3 separate regions of the Mus musculus genome follow, and all the other regions are linked to region 3. A link is a contact called in public promoter capture Hi-C data. All regions are on one chromosome and are shown on one strand. Each heading gives the region's core, a stretch centred on a gene start, on an enhancer-like site or on the middle of the called end of the contact. The rest is flanking DNA. Distances are from core to core; before and after follow the strand shown.

Region 1 (3,223 bases), core at 435-2,934, 1.3 Mb after region 3:
GAGTATTCCATGAATCATCACTCCATGGACGCTCTGAGTTGACTGACAGTAATTCTGTCTCAAAGGCGTTGCTTCTGGAACCAAGGATGAGGAACTCAGTGCACAAGTAATATTTGTCGTACCAGGGCACACTCTTTTCCTGATAAGTATTTTAAATTTGTACTTATTTTTCTATCTATCACACTGGTCTCCTTTTCGCTAAACTAGGAAGATTCTCACTCGTGATCATAGCCTGCTTTCACTAAGATTAGAGGCACAGAAACAAGGACATATTGTTAAAAATGAATAAATTAAAGCCGAGTTAAGCCACCCGGCTCAGTGAGAGCAAACAGTCTTCATAAATAGGAAATGTACTTTGAAGCCATACTACCGCGATGCTGTTCAATTACCAAAGGTGACTAGAGCTCTCCTGGTTCATCTCCTGGTTTCCCTAGCATGGTAGCTTCCTGGGCTGCATTAGCAATCAGACGCTTGCACTGTCCCCTCAGAGCAGTGAGGGGATGGGATGTTATTAAAGGGAAGTCATTTACCACAATCGGGAAGATGTAGCCTGGCAGAAATTCAATACCGGTTTGTGATATGCTCATTCTGCTACTCTGCCTGGTGCCCTTCACTCCTGACACACTACAGCATCCCCCTTAAATCTTCATCCCTTGGGGCGGGCTGGGGGGTGGGGGGACAACGCCTCATTGGCTTCAGAACAGAGAAATATGAGTGATCTGCTTTTCGTTACAAGAGCTGTGGGGGCAAAGGACCCTGATTTTTCCATCTCCCTCTGTTTCTCTCTCCTTCTCCCCTCTCTCCCGCTGCCTCCTCTGCCAGCCTCTCTGTCTCCTTCCCCTCTCTCTCCCTGCTTCTCTCTTGGTCCTTCTGTTCTCTTTTCTCTGCCTCAGTCCCCGTCTCTTCTCTCTCCCTCCTCTCTCTCTCCTCCCCCGGCACTGCTTTTCTCTCCCACTCACATCCTCTGATGGGCATTCAAGCTAGTAAAATGCCTGCTTGAGAATCCCACGAACGCAGCTAGGCACACACAGAGCCGGCGGGGTTTGCATGTTCACTCAAAAGTGAAATGCAAAGAAAAATGCCCTTAGAATTCAGACAAGGGGAAAACATCAAAGGAGAACTGATGTGTAAAAACTCCGGCACCAACAAAAACACGAAATAGGGAACATTTAAACAGATAGGTATATTTTAAACTTACCTTGCCTTAGCAGATGCAGGGATAGCCCTCCTCCGGTGCCCCTGCTTGCTCAGTTCCTTGGCTGAAATAATCACATGGCTGTCTTCTTGCCCCAGTATAAATAGGTGCATATGTATGTGTAATAAAGTACACACAATTACATACTATAGATATGCACACATGCAAGCAATGGTGTCTCTCTTTCTCTCTCTCTCTTTTTCTAAAATATAAAGGAAGGCAGGAGCCTGCAGCTAGGATTCCTTCTTTTGACTGGAACTCTCTCCGGCAGCAGCAGGCTGAGCCTCTCAATCCCGTGAAGAGAGATCCTGCTAGCTGGCGTTATTTCTCCTCGTTTCCATGGTGGTTAGTGGTGCATCGTTCACCAGATCAGTTGTCACACTGACACGGTGCTGCCTGCTCAGCGGTCATTAATAACTGAACACCCTCCACTCCCCAGAGAGGAGCCAATCGCTTCAGACTGCCAAGATGTAGCACTCGCAGCTGCTCCAGCCTGGTTGGCTGAAGCAGCCTGTCTGTCCTATGACAGTGCTGCTTAGGGTACAAATAAATGAAACAGGCTTGCATATTTTTCCTTGGAATCATTTTCTTTCCTGTTTTTTCTTTTCCTTTTGGAGCAATGTGCAGCGCTTTTCAACAAGTTCTCCCATTTGGAATGTGATCAGTCATTTGGAGAAACGGTGGGGTTTTTGTTTGTTTTGTTTTTCTGTTTTTCATTTCCTCTGAGATAAGACAGGAAACACTTATGAACAAGGATTTCCTGAATATTAAAAATACTTGATAGTGACTCTGCCTCCCTGTCTGTGAAGTTCAGCAGTGGCTTTACATTTCAGCCTGCAGCCTGCAGCTCTCCTGCCCCTTGTTTGTTTCCCTACAGATCCTACTTAAATCAGCCTATGTGCATGCAGCTAATAGCCTCTCTCTCTCTTTCACTCTCTCTCTCTCTCCCTCTCTCTCTCCCTCTCTCTCTCTCTCTCTCTCTCCCTCCCTCCCTCCCTCCCTCCATTCCTTCTTTCCATTTTTCTTGTTGGTACTTTGTGTGTGGGTTTATTTTTTGTTTGCGTATTTGTTTAGGTTTTACAATGACATTTCTTAAAATTACAACAAATATTTGCTTCTCCAATACTCACAACAATGGTATGTAAGGAGAAGCATATACAAAATAAACTTTTCCAATTATAACTACTTATCTATACATGGTATAACAAATCTGATGCCACACATCGGACATGTGTTGTATGTGGCATTGCTTGTGCCTGCATCCAGATGTACATGTATGTGTGTGTGTGCGCCTGTGTATGCGTTTTAGATGTATGATTTATTAGTAATAACTCAGGGATCCTTTCCTCTACAATAGACTGAACAGTTAAATTATCTCTTTTTGCACTTACGGCTATCAACTCTGAATGGCTACTTAACTAGGAAAATGTTTTCAATAGGAATTATATGTAAAACATTTGGAATATTTAGACTAGAAATCATGCCAGCGTGGTCATGTGTTCAGCTCCAGAACAACCATGACAAATAGAAGAATATAAGGGCATGCTTTCCAGACAGTATACTAGAGAGACCTCCTGAGAGGAGTGGAACATGGGAACAATTTTCAACAGGTCCAAAGCTGCCTTATCTGAGTCTCCCCTTGCTTTGATAGACTGCCCTCTAGTGGAGGAAAAGGAAATGGCATTTATTAGATTTACTGGGGGAGGGGGGAATAACAACAAAAAGCAAAAGCATTAGCACTAATTGTTTCTTAAGGTGTCGTTGAAGTGACTTAAACCGGTGTTCTGCGCCATGACCGTATGCCTGGAAGCTTAGCCTCACTAACATTGTCTTTTGACCACCAAACGCTTTCATGTTACAGTTTTCTTTACAAAAGCAAACAAACAAAATCTACCAATGCTTTAGTTATTCGTTGTATTGATCAATTTGTTGACGGAGTCAGGGCCTTTATCTTCTGCCTAGGCAATTTGAATGCTGGTATGGTAGGTGTTCCTCAGAATATTTTTATTTTAATATATAATTGATAAA
Region 2 (3,578 bases), core at 1,013-3,512, 1.7 Mb after region 3:
CCAATGTTCTTATACTGTCAATAATGAATGAAAAAAAATCTGAAAATGAGAAACCATCTTTAATCAACTGTTAATGTAAAGTAAGGGTATATGTGTTTACGTAACAGTGTAACACTTGTTCCCATGAAGAAGAGGGTGTAAATTACATGACCTCTTGATCTTCCATAAGTGGTTGCAGCTCATGTTGTAGGTGGGTTAGGGTGGGACCACAGCCTTCTCATGTGCAGAGAGATATGCTTGAAAAGTGATTTCAGTGTTTCCAGGGATGGATGCAGTTCGGTTGTCCTGCTTGAAAGTCCAATTTACATTTCATGATTGTTACTTTCCCTAAGTGGAAACATGGCTGCATTACTTCATTCAAGGCTCCTGTGACTCCAAAGCCCTGAGTAAAACCTCATTAATCTGCACCCCGCTTTTTCAGAAGATGTAATAACTTTGAAAAGTGCTAGGCTGAAGTTTACTTTTCTGCTATCTATAAAGAAAGGATTCCTAACCCATTAACCAAATTAATAGTGCAGACAAGATTGGAAGAACAAATGGCATTAAACTTCCTTCAGCACTTTAGAAGCACCCATATACCTAAAGGCTATCTAAACTTGAAAGACACTATATTTTCAAAGTTTTGTTGCAGCAAGATCTTTTTCTAGAAAAAAAAAAAGGATAAAAGTTTAAAATGGTATACTTCTCTAATTCACTCTCAATTTGTTTTTTTGTCCAGTTAATCCATGCAATTTGACAAGAAAAATATGAAATTTTAGGAGATTTTGTCTGTATTAACAATGATGGCCAGGAAAGTAGTAAGAGGACCGATGTCACATGGTCTTCAGAGGGAACTTTGGTGCCCAGCATCTATCTGTTTCAGCCTGTTATTAAAGATGGGAATACTTACTTCATTTTGTCTATAATGTACTATCCCTAAAATTTAGCCCATTGAATCATGTGTACATGTACTCTACTACCATACCTACCACAGGACTGTGTTTACGTATAAGCATATACATGGCTCTATTTCCATATAAATTGGAAAGCATGACACCAGAAAACAGACCTCTTTTCAGCTCTAGGGAATGAGGACTGCTTTTTTATCTTTTTTTTTTTTTTTTTTTTTTTTCGAGACAGGGTTTCTCTGTGCAGCCCTGGCTGTCCTGGAACTCACTCTGTAGACCAGGCTGGCCTCGAACTCAGAAATCCGCCTGCCTCTGCCTCCTGAGTGCTGGGATTAAAGGAGTGCGTCACCACACCCGGCTTTTTTATCTCTTTAGGGAACTAAAATGAAGGATTTGCTTTCTATCCTGAACTTCCATAACAATCCCATTAACATCTTAGGCTTGCTCTGTCACTCCACTCCACTCAGTTCTCCTTCCCTGTTCGCAGTAAGCTCTCATGAGGTTGCTGATTTCTTTCTCTCACGATGTTGTCCCAAGGAAGGAAAGAAAGCCTCCGTGGGTTTCAGCATTTTCCTCCTCCTCCTTCCTTGAGCTGTGATCACACACTGAAAGCTCCATCCTGTGCTGATGTTTGAGAATCTGTTACCATGGAGCTATTCCCCAGCTCAAAGGATGGTTTTATTACATACAGTGTTACAGGAAAGGAGGATGGTTAAAATTAAACTTAAAAACCCTTGATTAATAATAGAAAATGAGAAAAAAATGTTTTCAGAATCGAACATGGGGTTGAGTGCAATGTATTGTTATGGTTACCCTTGTTCTCCAAGGAGCTCCTTTTATTTTATGTTTTCTGTTTGTGGGGAGGGAATTGTAGCAAATATAAAAGACTGTGTTGTCTGCTAGCTACTGGGCATATGTCCAAAATACAAGTGGACGTTAACTCAATTCAGCAGATAAGATTTCCTTAGGGACTTTTGGAAGACTTTCCTAGTTCATTTCTATGGCCTGCATATGACCTGTGTGTGTCCTCTCAGACAAAGCTACTTAAAGAAAAATTAATAAGATTTGGTGTGTGCATATGGGGAGGTCAAGAAAGACTTAAAAAGAATGAACAGTAAACAGAATTTTGAGGTACCAGTGATTTTGGCAATGAAGATAGGCTTCTTGCGTCAAGGCAGGTCTAGAAGAAGCTGATGCTGAGGAAGCATAATAAACTCTTTGATGAAGGCCTGCATCACACACAAAATGTGCTACTCTTTAGCCAGTGGTGAGCCTGCTTTGAAGGCCAACTTCTTGATTTCTTACCTAGAGTGAGTGACCAGGGTGTGGAGTTTTTGAAGATGTGTGGTTTTAGAAAAATAACAATTTTTGAATTGAACCACATCTTAGCTACTTTGCATATTTTCGAACATTTTGAAGTACATTAATGATCTAGGAAAGCATGTTTACCAAAAAAAAAATCTATGTATAAAAACTCTAAAAAGTTATTTTTAATAACATTTAAGAGTAATAGAATTTAGAGATACATTAAGGGGTAAATATAATGAGCAGCAATTAAACATTTTAAATGTCTTAAAAAGCTGTTAAGTGATTTATGGGGATCCCTCACTTTTTGGGAGGTAAAGAACTACAACTACTAGGCAAGAATTCAGAGCCTTCTCTGCTTGTAGGACCTATGCCCAGATAGGAACACAGAAGGTACCTGGCATTAGGTGACAGCAGGGTCCCAGGCAGTTCTGTTGGCCATGCTTAGCTTTGGCTCTAACCGAACTATGGATATATGTTGCACATGCCTGACAATTGTCATAACAACAGGGTGTGGGAAGGAGAGAAATGAGGAAGTTGTGGCTTTTCTCGGTATGGCCCAGCAGTTAAGAATTTGGGATTCCAATTAACAGCTGGGTGTTTGTTTAAGCTCTTCATGCCTCAGGTTTCTCATCTGTGAAATTGGATCCATAATCATATTTACCTCGTCAGATAGCCCTAAGGATTAAATTAAAAAATATATGTAAATTAGGTTAGACATTTGTACACAGTAAGTTCCCAACTTTTAATAACCACCTGATATGTATGATGACTGCTGTAATATTTTATAATCTCCTCAGAGGTACTTAATTGATACATATCTGAGTTAGTCCTTTGGCTTTATAGACCCTTCTGGTAGACTACATTAAGGAATGCACATCACTAAGAATGCTTTTAGGTTTTCATTCTTGTTTCGTTATAGTCAGTCTTGGTGGAAATGTGCCTAATTGTACCCCAGTGTTCTCTAAAAGCTTCAGTCTACTGATTGTTGGGTGCTTATATGAGATGGTTTTTTTTTTTTTAATCTTTTCTTTATAACCATCTTCTCAAGGAGTCCTCATTTCTATTATGCAGCTTACTGTTTCTCTGGTAGAGCACTCATCCTCAACTCTCATAGAAGCTGCTTTACTTTCCTATGTAGACTTTTACAGTGTTAGATGGTTGCAGATGTCAAATACTTAAAATTTGATTGGACACAGGCCATACTAGCTCTCAGGCTCTCCTGCCCTGCATGTGGCAACAAATGGTCTTAGTTTGCCAGTTTTCCTGCAAATAACTTTCTGTGGTATTTGTTTGGTTCCTCCCCATCCAGTGGCCATATTAATGTATATTACAATACAGTTTGAATTTTAAGTGTGGCCTTCATAGCTTGTTGAGCCCTGTGTT
Region 3 (3,524 bases), core at 169-2,668:
GCCAGTCTCCAATATTTAACATGAAAACTGGTCATTTACTTTTCTAATATCATTCGAATGATCAAAGAGTAGTAGCTAGGTCAACAAATACCTAATGGCTATTATCTTGGTGTGGAACGACTGGGGGCATTCCAATATTCAACTCCATAATCTTAACAATTACTTAGTGAGATGACTACCCATTTCAATACTACTCGACTTATGTCTTGTGTGCAGTCTTGTAGAAGGGACCTTCGGCTGCAATCATTTTTTTTTCTTCTCAACCATATGTTAAGAGAATCGTACATTCAGTTCAGCAATTAACCATCCAGAAAAAGCTTTGTCTTAGCATGGAAGGAAAAAAAAAAAAAACTTATCCCTAACTTTCCAGCCAATTGCAACCTCGGCTTCTCACCACCTCTTATCACTGCATGGAACCTATAGAATGCAGCACAAAGGAGAACGCGGTCGCTAGGCTGGCAGCACAAGGGCTGCGGGGGCTCCCGGTTTCTGCAGGTACCGGGTTAGGAGTGGAAGCCACGCTAAGGGTGGGGCGGTGGCCATGGCTTCCGACGCCTCTACCCCGCCTTAGAGGACCTGCGAGACGCGCAGGAAAACAGCGGGATGGAAGCCACTCGTGCCTCTGCGTCACCCTGGCCCCATCACGCAAAGCTCAGGCCTCGTGACGCAAAAGCCGGTCCAAGCCCGCTGGACGTTTGACACTCCCGAGAACTCCATGTTGGAGGGAGCGCCACAGGCAGCGCAACAGCGGCAAGCCACCGGCGCTCCGCCCCATCTCTAGCTCGATAAAGAACCGGACAGCAGGCAGCGACGTCTAGGAAGAACGCCAAGTCCTGGTCACCCTTATTCTGACTCTCCCTCCGGCCCAAGGTCCCAGTTCTCCCCGCCCCCAGGGCCGGAGCTCCAGCACTGCTCCCGCGTGCCAGCTCAAGAAGCGCGAGTCCCAGGGCATGATGGGAACTGCAGTTCAGCCGTACCACGCGCTATGCAGACTTGGGCGTCCGAAGCGAAGACCGAACTACAAGTCCCACCGCGCCCCAGGCCGGGGTCTCCCGTTCGGCCGGCCAGCCGGCTCCCGGGCGTGGGGACACCCCTCACCTGCCGTGGCCGCCGACGTCGCTGCCCCGGAGCCGCCGCCACCCCCGCCACCGCGGTGGGGAGCGTTCCGCTTCTTGTTCTTCGGCATCGTGGGCCGCCCGGTGCCGCCTACACTTGGAGCTCAGCGAGGATCAGCCGATGGAGCTGCACTGTCTACTCGTGCGTCTGTGCGGCGGGCGGCTGAGAGGCGAGTCTCGGGCTAACAAGAGAGGCGAGGAGCGGCGCGGGTGAGAAGCGGCAGCAGCAGCAGCAGAAATCCCCGTGAAGAGCTGCGAGCGGAAACGATACATGTTTCTCTCTAGCGCGGGAGCGAAGGCGGGGTGGCCAGACCACGACGCCTTAAGTAGCCAGACGGCGGCTTGTCGTCACCATGCGTGGGCGGGCCTCCATCGCTCGCTGGCCAATCGCTGCAGATCTCCCCACCGCGGCGTCCACTGGGGCGGTGCCTGCATTCGGACTCCCATTCCCAGAGCCTCAGTCTGCCCTCGGTGCCTGGGCTGCTATGCCTTAGGGCCGCGTGGAGCTTTGGGAGATGTAGTTAGCGAGAGGGCGCGGCCTTCTCCGGGCTCCTCCCAGTCCGATTGCGTCGTGACCTCGTCCCAACGAGGCGTCCGCCCTGGAATTCACCCGGGTAGTCACCGCGATGAGCCATGCGGCAGTTATGCAGCTTGATGAACGTCAGCTTGTAAGATCACGTGTAACAACCTTTCCCCTGCTAATATGAGGCCCCTGTCCAAGCACAACCATACCCTCCTGTGGGTTTAGGGACGTGGGCTCCCCACCCTCCAAAAAAAGTATGCTTTCAGCTACTTCAACTTGTATTGTTCGTGGACCTCATATTCTAGACTAATATCTCAAATAACGAGACTGATGATTCAGTCTCAGATTTTCTTACAAAGATGTGACCTTGATTCCACCTGCCAGTTTGGAGGTCAGTTTGGGATAAGAGTTTATGAGAAGTTCGCAGCTGGCAAAACATACATGAGTTATATCAACAGTCGCAAAGGGGTTTATTTTCTCAAGGTGCTCCCGTTGATCTGTTTTCCGTGTCGCAACACCCAGTCCTGTTTTCAGGAGCTGCTAGTAGGTTCCTATACTGTCCATATGACAGAACAAACTCACTGACTCGTGCAAGTGACTCACTCTGCACTCCACCTCTCACCTCGGCTTCATTCTATTTCAAGTGATGATAGTAAGTCTTTCTCCGTCTTAATGTCCCTCTTGTACCTTAAGCCAACTTAAATTTTTCTCTCCTTTTCTTTACTGCCATATTCTTAATAGTTAATATATTATCTTCCCCCATATTCTGTAATTTATTCACCGTAATTTATTCAGTTTGTTCATAGTGCCCCCCCCCCAGCAATTGATTTTAAAATGAAACTCAGGGCTGTATCTTGATCTCTAGCCATACATAGCTTCAGTTCATACCAGGTCACCCATTTCAATGTTTCATGCCCAGGAAGGCTGATTATTTACTCAAGTGTCTTGTTTGACTAATCCACCTATGTTTATAGTTGTTCCAGAACCTCACAGACTGCCAGTCCTCCTAACCTAGCCTCTCTCACTGCTTTCTAGATATCTTGTTCTTCTCCTGAACTCAACTGGTCTTCGTTTCCAGTACAGGGCTCTTTTTGTTACTTTGACTTCATTGTTCATGAATGCCCTAACCCACCCCCCATCTTCATCTTAAGAATTATCTCTGTCTATCAAGACCAGCTCAAACACTATCACCTTCACGAAGCTTCGTCCTCACAAGTCTTTGACTTGGTAACGCTCTGCTGCCACTCTCTGTTCCTACAGATCGATCACAGATGGACTGTTCACAAAGATTCGATTGGAAGAGCAACGTTCAAGGTTTGCTTTACTCTGTGTTCTCTTGAAGAACAAGTAAACTGCACAGAGCATGGCTACCAAACTGGGACGCAGACATGGACACAGGCCCCCACTGAGTCCCTTGTGTCTGGACAGGCACACCTGAAATCTGACATGAAGTGAGGGTTCTCAGTAGGTGAGGCAAAGAGCTATACATGTTGACACACCTTATAACCACAAGCTTAATTCTCAAGATAAGTTGATATACAGAACAGTAACTTGCTACTCTGTGAACCCCATCACCCAGGTGTAATAGCGTCTAGACTTTGAAAATGATGCCTTACCAGAGTTTGCGATGGGTGTGTTCTTTTTGTATCCACTCATGTGTACACAGGGGCTTTTCTTGGACAGCCTGTTCAGAGCCTACCATATCATACAGTGCTTCTTTTACATTCATTTGTGAACACTTCTATCATGTCATGAAATTATCCACTTCCTCAAGACAAAAATCCCTGTTTGCATCATCTCTCTATTCCTTATGGCAAATAAATAAATATTAAAAAAGCTCGCAATTTATGTTCACAACTTAAACTCTAGAAATTACAAATCACCAT

Evidence for each region. Promoter capture Hi-C pulls out the DNA fragments that hold promoters and counts their contacts.
Region 1: a contact with region 3 is called in a promoter capture Hi-C map of pre-B cells, with 2.8 times the contacts expected there. The contact joins the promoter of Lrrn3 here to the promoter of Ifrd1 in region 3. A contact is called at or near these places in 3 of 39 promoter capture datasets (cranial neural crest, hippocampal neurons and pre-B cells), 5 of 115 datasets of contacts at active chromatin or transcription factors (astrocytes, embryonic stem cells, large pre-B cells and 1 more) and 1 of 9 other capture datasets (adipose tissue).
Region 2: a promoter capture Hi-C map of pre-B cells shows a contact between it and region 3, with 8 times the contacts expected there. The contact joins the enhancer-like site here to the promoter of Ifrd1 in region 3. A contact is called at or near these places in 4 of 39 promoter capture datasets (the 3T3-L1 cell line, the C10 cell line, hippocampal neurons and 1 more) and 1 of 115 datasets of contacts at active chromatin or transcription factors (the 230-238 cell line).

Annotation. Positions count from the first base shown.
Region 1 is chr12:41,484,373-41,487,595 of GRCm38.p6, forward strand. Lrrn3 (leucine rich repeat protein 3, neuronal) reads right to left here and starts at 1,685. Exons shown (of 2, transcript NM_010733.3): 1 at 1,199-1,685. All of the region lies in intron 4 of Immp2l (IMP2 inner mitochondrial membrane peptidase-like (S. cerevisiae)), which reads left to right.
Region 2 is chr12:41,875,974-41,879,551 of GRCm38.p6, forward strand. The region is part of intron 6 of Immp2l (IMP2 inner mitochondrial membrane peptidase-like (S. cerevisiae)); the gene reads left to right. Among named protein-coding and RNA genes, the nearest start is that of Gm46348, 110 kb to the right of the region's middle. Within about 2 kb of position 2,263, at least 59 of the 459 cell types and tissues checked have an H3K27ac peak or open chromatin away from gene starts, as enhancers often do. A contact at or near this core is called in the 230-238 cell line and pre-B cells, where this site is marked.
Region 3 is chr12:40,221,771-40,225,294 of GRCm38.p6, forward strand. It overlaps Ifrd1 (interferon-related developmental regulator 1), which reads right to left and starts at 1,419. Exons shown (of 12, transcript NM_013562.2): 1 at 1,099-1,419. The coding sequence starts at 1,186. Mir1938 (microRNA 1938) reads right to left here and starts at 1,041; the gene lies at 942-1,041. It overlaps Gm7008 (predicted gene 7008), which reads left to right and starts at 1,594. Exons shown (of 3, transcript NR_045157.1): 1 at 1,594-1,783; 2 at 2,899-2,952.